2 separate regions of the Mus musculus genome follow, and region 2 is linked to region 1. A link is a contact called in public HiChIP or PLAC-seq data. All regions are on one chromosome and are shown on one strand. The core of a region is the stretch at or near the end of the contact, and the rest is flanking DNA. Distances in the headings are between cores, read along the strand shown.

Region 1 (4,726 bases), core at 1,419-3,918:
GCTGCCATCTAGATAGCATTCCTTCACCAAAGGGCCAGGTTCCAGTTCCCCGTGAGCCTCTATCCCTCTTCTTTGGCAAGCCATTGAGGGCATTTGGTAGATGGAGGAGACCTTTCTTTCCAGTGAGAGCTGGGAGACTTAAGAGGAATTAGGACCCAGGCCAAAGCCTGAGTGTGTAGCAGGTAAGAAGGAAGATGAAAAGTGCTTTTTAAAAGCATTTATTTCAAAAAATAAAGCCACAGTTAATTTCACATAAATATCTGGGGAGGGGTGGGAAGGGGGTGGAAGCAAGCCTGGCCCCTACCTCCTCTTCTCTTTCACACTGTATTGGAGAAGCAAAGGAGATGGCTAAGGAGAAAAGGGAAAGAAGGAGTGAGTGGGCTCTCAGCACCTGCTGGCCCCTCAGCCCACTGTGCACCCGGCTTACCTTGCCGAACCAGCGGGACAGCCATAGCTGTTTCATTGTCATGTGATCTGGGAGAACCTCATTGTCAAAAAGGAGCTGTACCTAAGAGGGAGATGGGCAGGGAAGTAGTGCTGGACAGAGACTTGTCCCTAGACTCTGTCCGTCTCTTCCTCTGTGCGGCTCCACTGCTGCGATTACAAGTTTGCACTACTATGCTAGGGTTTTCTTTGTTTGTTTTTAGGTCTGGGAACTGAACTCTGATCCTGGTACTTGAAAGGCAAATACTTGACTAAGCTATCTGAGCAGACCGCTCTCAAACCTTTTTTGCTCCTGTAAACAAAGTCTTACTCTGGAGTCCAGACTAGCCTGGAATTCACTATATAGCCTAGGCTAGCCCTGAACTTGAAGTGATCTTCCGGCCTGAGCTTTCTTCCAGGTACAAGCTGGCAAGCCAGACATGCCCTCCCCTTTCAGTCCCTTGTTTTCCCCGTAACATGATGGGCTTACTTACATGCTGTGGATTTAGCATTAGTCGGTGACACAGAACCCTTCGGAGATGGCGGACCTCAGCTCTCACAGAACACCGAACATACTTGTTCTAGGAACAGAGAAGGAGGGGAGGGCACAGGTGTCTGAGGGAAGGGTTGCTGGGAGAAACGGCTCCTTCAAAGGGGCCCTCCCCTCAACCCCTCTCACCTGAAGGACATTTTTATTCTTGTCTTTGCCAGAACTGGATGGAAACAGATACAAGTTAGAGGGTTCCACTTTTCTTGTCTCCTACCTAGCACAAGCACCACAGCACACTTTCTTCAGGGGAGCAGACACTCCCTCACCCTTCCCCCCAAGTCCCTTAGCATCTGGGTCACCAGTAGTATCACTTCACGCAACCTCTGACCTGCCCCTCACCTCAGCCGCTCCAGGCATAGGCTCAGCTGTTCATCATATCGATAATAGTGGGCTTTAGAGTGGTCAAAACTGCTGAAGGGGAGGCCAAGGTTGCTCAGGGCTGGCTCTGAGGAAAAGTAGATATTGAGGAGGCTGGTACAGGTTCCATACCCTCTTCTCCCCAGAGAGCAAAACCAGGCAAAAGAGATGCTCTGAGGGCTTTAATTGCCCCCCTCCCCCAAATGAGCACCAAGGACATACCTTCACCACTGGGCTGGGAGACTCTGTCTAAGCCTCGGGACTGATAGAATTCCCGAATCCGTTTCTCTTCACCTAAGGAGGGGTGAAGGGCAGCCATATTAATTCTCTTTGTTTTGGCTGTTGACCTCTTTATCTTTGTATTTTTTTGATTCCCAACAAAACTGTTGGGAACAAAACGTCAAGGTGCCACCCAGCATTAGAGTCAGGAGGCCCCACAAATATAAGGTGGCCACTCACTGTCTTGCAAGCCTGGCACTAGCTTATACACTATGTCCTGCATGACCCGATCCAGTTTGAGATTGAGCAACGGCTGCGTCTCGTGGATCTTGATGTTGCACATGGGGCAGTACTTGCTGGTTTGCAGGTACTTCACGATACAACTTTTGCAGACTGTAAGAGGAGAAACGAAGATGCTCAGGTCCCTTGGGAACCCGACACATGGGACAGGCAGCACAGAGGCTGGCAGCCAGCTTGGAAGAGGAGAGACAGGATCCGGGACACTCACAGGTGTGGAGACACTCTGTGATGGTGGTGGCATCCACGAAGTAGCCCGCGCACAGGCAGCAAACGATGTGTTCATTCAGGTCTTTGATCTTCACCCGGACCTCCTCCTGTGGACACACCCTCAGTCACTCCCCACTGGTCTTGCAAGCCCACCCCATCTCACCTTCTGCAATTCCCAGCAACAGAGCAGTTTGTTATTGGACTGGGTCGTCTGGCCCCCGAGAAGAGACGGGGGAGTGAGCTCCCCCTTCGCCCAGCAGAGGGCTCCGCGCACAGCGGGTGCTCTCTTTTCGCGGACCCGCCTGACTCTCTTTTTTCCCTCGGGAGACCAGACGCTGTCGGAGACACAACGCGCAAGCGTCCAAGTCCAGCGTTTGGCAACTCGGCCAGAATCGCGCGTGCGTATCGCGCACCCCGTGGCTGCGCAAGCGCACTGGGCGCCCATCCCGCCGCCACCCGTCCTCTCCTTCGTTTGGGTTCACACAGCTAACGGACCCCAGCAGTCATCCCGCTGCCCCTGCACCTCGTTCCGTAGTGGGTCCATCTTGTACACTGACTGGAGCTGGTTCCGAAGCCTCATCGCGATCGCAATCTGGCCCCCCTGAGGAGACGCCATCTTAAAGGCTGATCCCAGCCCGCCACTTCCGGTACCGCCTGCGGGGCGGGACTTGTCTCCTAGCAACGAGGGCCTCACATTCTCCGGATTGGCTAGTTTTCCGGCACACCCCGCCCTCGCCCCCTCTTTAGCTCCCCGTGTGCTCACCTGAGCCCGCTGCCCCCCCAACAATCGGTGGTCGTTATGGAGGGGGGTTGAGTGAAGCAGGGTCTCTGCGGTGCACGCTCCCACGGGCGTCCTTCCAACGGCGCGCACACAACCTCTGGATCAACTTCGGTAGCTTGTGCTAAGAGAGCCTGTGTGCCCTGGGACCCCGAAGCCGGGCTATCGCCCGCCGCTACAGCTCCGGAGTGTGGGAGTCCTGGGACCCGACCTCGCCTCCGACCCGGGGTCCTCTCTATACAGTGCAGTCCTGCTCCGCTGCGGCGTCCGCGTTGCGGAGCTGCGTCCCAGCCGCGGGCCTTCTCCCGTCTGCGCCGCGGGAGTTTTTTCCGGGCTCGCGAAGTCTGGGAGAGGGTGCCCTGGGCGGGGTGGAGAGGGAGAGACCCCCCGGGGAACCGGGAGCTCTTACTCCCCACTCTCTCCCTGCTGCCGAGGATGGGGAGAATAGGCCCTGGCTAATGATGATGATTTAATCATCGGCGCCTGCGGAGGCCTGGGACAGACTAATGCAGAGCAGATGCCGAAGGAGGAGGGGAGGATTGACAGCGAGGAGACTTGGGCAGCGAGTGCCTGCAGTAGCATAGGCCCGGGCCCGCACTTGGGGAGGACACAGGGGTTCCCGGGTCTGGTACACTGTCATCACTGGGTCCCTACGGCGGAATTTTAAAAGAATAAATTTACTCTGAAGCGTTATTAGCATCGAGTACAACTGGAGATTCGAGTGAGAGGGGAGAGACTGGCGGAAACTTGAAAGGCTCTCTGGAGAAAATTGGGACTCTTGTGTGGGCATGATTGACAAATGGATGCACGAGAGGTATAAATGTGATGGAAATAGAAAAAAAAGGCAGTGTGAAGAGGAACGACCAAAGAAACAGGTGTGGATTGAGAGCCCCAATGGAAGGAATGGGGTCTAAAAGAACTGGAATAATTAGGTTGAAGGTAACAGGAACCTCACAGAAAGGAGTGTATGTCTGTTACCCCATAAGTGGTAGTACATAAGCGTCAGGAAAGTATTAAAGACTTGTTAATCGACTACATACAGCTATGGTTTACCTTCCTGGCCCAGGCCACCTAGTCACCTCTGAGCCACTGCAGGTCTTGACTGCTTGCCCATGTCTATATCGTTCCCTCTTTAGACCTTTCTTCCCACAGCATGGCAAAGTGATTCTGATCATAGGTTACAAAGAACACACGTTTTTGATGATGTGTTTCTCATGTTGATGGTGGTGCTAGTTTAGTGGACATGTACATGGGGCAAAACCAATTACAGTATACACTTTAAATACTTGCAACTTGCAGCGTATCATAAATTAGACCTCAAGAAAACTGTTAAAAGTGAGTTCCAGCTGGGCAGTGGTGGCACACGCCTTTAATCCGAACACTTGGGAGGCAGAGGCAGCCGGTTTTTTGAGTTCAAGGCCAGCCTGGTTTACAGAGTGAGTTCCAGGACATCCAGGGCTACACAGGGAAACCCTGTCTCAGAAGAAAAAAAAAAAAAAAAAAAAAAAAAAGCAGGGCATGGTGGCGCACACCTTTAATCCCAGCACTGTATAGCTAGGGCTATAGAGAAACCCTGTCTCGAAAAAAACAAAAAACTGTTAAAAAAAAAAATGGCACAAGCTTAGGGGATCAGGAGTGCAGGGCCATCCTAGGCTACATAGCAAATTTGAGGCTAACCTAGACACTTAAGACTGTCTCAAAATCAACAAAAACAATAAGTAAATCATAACATTGAAAAAATTGTGGAGCCAAGTATGGTGACACACACCTTTAATTCTAACAGGCAGGGCAGAGGCAGTAGATCTCTTGAGTTTGAGCCCAGCCTGGTTTACAGAGCAAGTTCTAGGATAGCCAGGGCTATATAGAGAAATCATGTCTCAAAAAACCAAAAC
Region 2 (4,943 bases), core at 129-2,628, 400 kb before region 1:
CATCCCTGTGTGGGACAGTGCCAATTGGACAGAGTGTGCAGGGTCTGTGTGGGAACAAGTGTCACCTGAGCTTGAGACTAGAGGGCACAGTGAGCAGAGCCTTCAGCAGTCACAGCGTGGCACGTCAGGAAGCTTGGACGTAGGGTCCCTGCACTTCTCCCCACACTGGCTTCCCATCACAGTCTAGTGTGTACTCCCATGTGCACTGGAATGACGTGGAGCCACGATAAAACTGTCCCATGAATTTTAAAATCATTCATTATAATCATGTCAGTAAAATTAGAATTATGCCAAATATTCAAAATAGGATTTTGCCTAGACTGTAGAGGGAAGAAAAGTTTGCTCAGTTTAGCAAATTCATAATAAAAAGGGAAATGCTGATTTTAATAGATCCAGGCTGGTATCAATGGTTGTCTGTAGTCACTGGGTGATAATTATGAATAGCTTTTACCAGAATTGTTCTGTCCTTGTATGTATTTGAAAACATGATTGTATTATGTTTTTTAAAATATTCATTTATTCTAATCCAGAAGATATTTTTCTCTCAGAGGAAAAATTAAGTACCTTAGCTGAAGCTGCTTGCTAGTGGGAATGTAGCATGGGTGACCTCTGAGGAGGCAGCTGGGCAGTTGTAGGAAGAGCTCATTCCTTTTGCCCTGTTAATCCTGGTGCTTAGAGTTGAGTCCGTAGATACGCTGGCACACAGACAGACTGCCCTGTTACGTGCATCACTGTTTGTAATAGCCAAGCACTGGAGATGACCGAGTGCTTATTAGGGGACCTGGCTGAGTGTACTGTACTGTAAAACAGAATACTTACTCTACAGCACTGTACTGGTTGGCTTTCTTTGTTGCTGCCTTTTTGTGGCAAGGTCTTAAAACTCATAGCCCAGCTGGCCTGGAACTCACTAGAAGCATTCAGGTTTCAGCTACCCTGTGCTAGATTTCTAGGTGTGAACCGTGCTGAGAACGGTGAAGCACTGTTAAGTGAGAAGAGCAAGCCTAAGAACAGAGTGTGCCGTGGGATAGTGTCTCTCCGTTCTCAGGAGATGGTGTCAGGAACGCATGTGTGCATAAACTGCTGAAAGCTCAGTCACGTGTGGTGCTGTGAGTGAGGAGAACAGAGTAGCCAGAGGCAGGAGGGTACAGGAAACACGGGTCACAGAGCTCCAGGTCAGCCTGGAGCACACCTAGAACTACCCCCAAAATAAAGTCAAAGACAATAAAACTCGGCAGGCAGGCAGGCGGGTTGGGGAGGGAAGGTGCTAAAGAGAATTTGTTTGCATAGTTTCATTTCCTTAAGGGAAAGATGGGACATGGGGGAGGGTGGAGTCCTAAGTCAGCGGGTTAATCTGCCCACACTCTGAGGACAGTTGACATTGACTAATGAAGTATTTGACCAGGCAGAAAGAGGAACAAGGGCAATTCAGGCAAAACAAACATTTGGAGCAGAGGTTTTGAAGTGTGAAGGGGCTTGGCTTGTCCCACAGGAAGGAGGCCAAATCTGGCCAAAGCCATGAGCAAGGGAGGGACTAAGGAAGTTGAGGACAAGTACTGTGGCCTTATGTGCTGTGGCAAGGAATCACAGTTCTCAGGGGCAGAGACCCTCAGACCTGCAGGTGGAGGCAGAGTGAAGCTCTGCAAAGGGGCAGGGAGAGGGGCCTTCATGTCAAGACTCAGGTTTCATTTGATTCATTTCATTTGACTTATGCAGATGTTTCATCTACTCCAGAGTGAGTGCTTGATCTAGAGATGTTTCAAATTGCTTACCACTTTATAAGTAGAGTGGCTCTCACAAGCCAGGCACAGTGACACATGCATATAATCCCACCACCTGGACAGCTGAGGCAGGAGGATAGCAAGTTCATAACTTCTTGAAGTCTTTGGTTATGCCTGTAGCTGGTAAGCAGCCTGTGGAGCAAATATTTTAAGCAGGGGCACAAGAACCATAGAAGGCTGGAGTGAAGGGCAAACTGGAAAGGCAGAATGACTTTGGCAATCCTAGATGTGCCTTACCTCAGAGCAGTCTCAGTTACCTGCGGGTGGGTGGAGGATGGAGAAAAAGCAGCCCACCAAAACTGCTTGCCCCACACATGACTATGACAGATGACTGACTCTTAGGCCCATGCTCTCTTCGTGCACTTCTTCACCTCCAGGAGAAAGAAAGCAGCAGGCTCTTGAAGTGTCCAGATGAAAAGCATGAACGCCAAGGCAGAGGTGAGAGGACAGGGCCAGCTAGAGAGATTAGAATCTCCTGGATTCTTGATGTGCTCGGGAGGAAGACAAAGAAGGGTAGTTTCAGGCTCCCAGTGCGGCTGGCTGGGTGGATGGAGTTTGCTACTAACCATCTGAAGCTACTCCGAGGAAGGGCAGTCTGAGGCAGAAGTGGACAACATGGTGCCAGTGCCCTGAGCAAGGCAAGAAGCAGCAGGTGCAGTCATGGGCCATGGTACCAAAGAGGACATCCAGACATTTTGTGGGTTGCTTGGCCCTGTAAGACTGAAATGTAAGAGTCGGGGGATTGTCTTTTAGGTTTGTATGGAGAGACTCTACCAGAGGGATAGAGAAGAAGAAAAGGGCATTGAGCTGGCCTATCTTCAACAGCTACATAGTCAGCACGAAGACTGGTTTATTAACAAGACTACCAAGTAAGTGTGTAACAGACAGACCAGAGCCTCCACCACCGTGCTGAGCACAGCCGTAGCTCCCAGCGGAACTGCAAGGATGCGGGACGTGCCCAGCATCTCTCCCTCCTTTCCTTCCTTCCTTTCTTTTCTCTCGATTGTGCCTTGTGGTGAATGCTTGTCATAATTGGCTCAGGATGGAAGACTGAAGTTGTTTAGAAAAATGTCCATTTTGATTGACATTTTTAGTGTCCTCCATCAGGCTTGGGTTGCTCACATCAGTGCTTTAAATGCTGACTTCAGTAGCAGTCTAAGACTAGTGAGCAGTCTACTCAGCCTTCCACTCTGCAGGCAGCTTCAGTCTTGAGACTCGGGCTGGGTGTGAGGAAGGTGAGTGGCGTTGCCTGAGCTCCCTCTCGCTGCCCCAGGCTCCACTTCGAAGCTCTGCAGCACGTGCCAGTGCTGGTGCTGGATGTCACTGAAGACTTCTCTGAAAATGCCGCCAGGCAGGAAGAGCTCATGGGACAGGTGAGCACAGCCTAGGCTCGTCCTGGTTCCCAGTGCAGAGCTCTGGTCTTCCCGGCCTCTGTGTCAGGCCTTGTTGCTTTGTGCTTCAAATTGCATTTCACACTCCAAAACCCTGAGCTCATAGGCAAATCCCAGATACAATGCCCAGCTCTAAAGTGCACTGCATTAGGAAGTATCAGTCAGTTAGGTGACTCTTAGCATGCGCAGGCCAGCTGACTTCCTCCTGTAAGGTGTTCCAAAATGGGGGACAAGGAACATGTGGGTTCTGTTCCCAGCTGCCACTTCCTGCTGTCTGACCCTGGGCAGCTAATGTTTTCTCACCTCATAAATGCTCATGGGACTGCAGTCACATACACTAAGGGGAGTACTGAGACGGCAGCATACAGTAGGTCTTCTTTTCCTGCAGGTGAACACCTTTATGAGGAACTTGTAAGCAATAAGGACACGTGGCTGTGGTCTGGACTCTGACTTTCTCAGATGCTGACTGCTCTCCATCCTGTTATGCACATCCCTTTGGCCCCTCATGCACCCCCACACCTGGGTGTGTGCTGTCTTTGTACTGCCATTGTTTTTGTTTTTTTAATCTCAAGCACCTTGAAATAAAGCTGACTTTGCTATTTTTCTAATCCAGTTGTTCGTTTATTTCAGGATGTATCTATTAATGCCTGTTCATATATCCATAGTAGATACCAGTTTTCACCTAAGAAAAATCTTAGCCTTTCTTCACCAGCACTCCTATGTGATCACGTGTCCTTTGGATAATGTACGACAGAACTGCCCCAGAGCTACCAGCCAGCCAAGCCCTGCCTTGCCTAAAGTTTGTGCACCCAGAATTGAGAAATGAGCGCATACCCCAGGCAGCTTCTTGAGGTCTTCGTATCCACTGTTCGTGATGCTGAGAAGGGATGAGGGATTTATCTCAGTCCTGGAGCTAAAGAGATTGCCCAGAATATGGGGAGAGCAGCCTCTGATGTTTAGGGTTGGCTGTCCTGGTCTTCTGCTTACCTCAGTACCTTAGCAGTGAGATGCAGACAGCAGAAAGGAGAGATACCCCAGCAGGGAAGACAGAGTGTGACTTGGTGTAGTGAAGTGCTCCATAGCAAGAAACCCAAGACAAGACTCCAAAGGCCCAGCCCTCTGCAGTCCTGCAGGCACACAGACACTGAAGGAGCCAGGACTTACCACCCTTTATGCTTTGAGAAGGCGTTGGATTCTTCACTAACAATTGCATGAGGTTTTCAACAACACATTTAACAGTTTCTTTATCACACATTAAGAAAATAAAAAATGTTTCTTTTTGTTGCTGGAGTACACACCATTACCAAAAACAACTAGAGGAGGTTCATTTTAGCTTGCTGGTTACAGTCCATCATGGAGGGAAGCCAAGCTTGAAGCAGAAACCATGGGAAGAAACCTTGCTTACTGATTTGTTTGGGTTCATGGTCAGTTAGCTTTCTTACACAGTGCAGACCCACCGTGAGCAGAGTCTTCCCACATCAATCAGTAACCAAAAAAAAAAAAAAAAGAGCTTTACACACGAGCCCACAGGTCAACCTGATGAAGGCCATTGCTTAGTTGAGATTCACTCTTCAAGGTTTCTCTAGGTTTGTGTCAAGTTGACAGCTAAAACTAACTGTGACATACAGCAAACTAACTCATCCAGTTAAATGCACAAGTCAGAATTGTCTTTGTGTAATCACTAGGTAGTATAACCACACCAAATTCCAGAAGAAAGCCTATACCCTGTTTTCTCCTAATTGTCCCTGCCTGCAGCCCCAGACTCCCACCATCT

What was found. HiChIP or PLAC-seq counts read pairs in DNA pulled down with a chosen protein or histone mark.
Region 2: an HNF4G HiChIP or PLAC-seq map of pancreatic cancer cells shows a contact between it and region 1. The contact joins the enhancer-like site here to the promoter of Pcgf1 in region 1. A contact is called at or near these places in 4 of 39 promoter capture datasets (the C10 cell line, cranial neural crest, neutrophils and 1 more), 1 of 484 Hi-C or Micro-C datasets (embryonic stem cells), 1 of 115 datasets of contacts at active chromatin or transcription factors (pancreatic cancer cells) and 1 of 9 other capture datasets (adipose tissue).

The regions. Positions count from the first base shown.
Region 1 is chr6:83,076,332-83,081,057 of GRCm38.p6, reverse strand. It overlaps Pcgf1 (polycomb group ring finger 1), which reads right to left and starts at 2,668. Exons shown (of 9, transcript NM_197992.1): 1 at 2,580-2,668; 2 at 2,058-2,163; 3 at 1,790-1,942; 4 at 1,553-1,624; 5 at 1,313-1,418; 6 at 1,103-1,136; 7 at 918-1,004; 8 at 428-508; 9 at 203-348. The coding sequence starts at 2,636. The coding sequence ends at 301.
Region 2 is chr6:83,479,051-83,483,993 of GRCm38.p6, reverse strand. Dguok (deoxyguanosine kinase) reads left to right here. Exons shown (of 7, transcript NM_013764.2): 5 at 2,532-2,647; 6 at 3,052-3,151; 7 at 3,558-3,780. The coding sequence ends at 3,584. Among named protein-coding and RNA genes, the nearest start is that of Tet3, 25 kb to the right of the region's middle. Within about 2 kb of position 1,378, at least 105 of the 459 cell types and tissues checked have an H3K27ac peak or open chromatin away from gene starts, as enhancers often do. A contact at or near this core is called in adipose tissue, pancreatic cancer cells and pre-B cells, where this site is marked.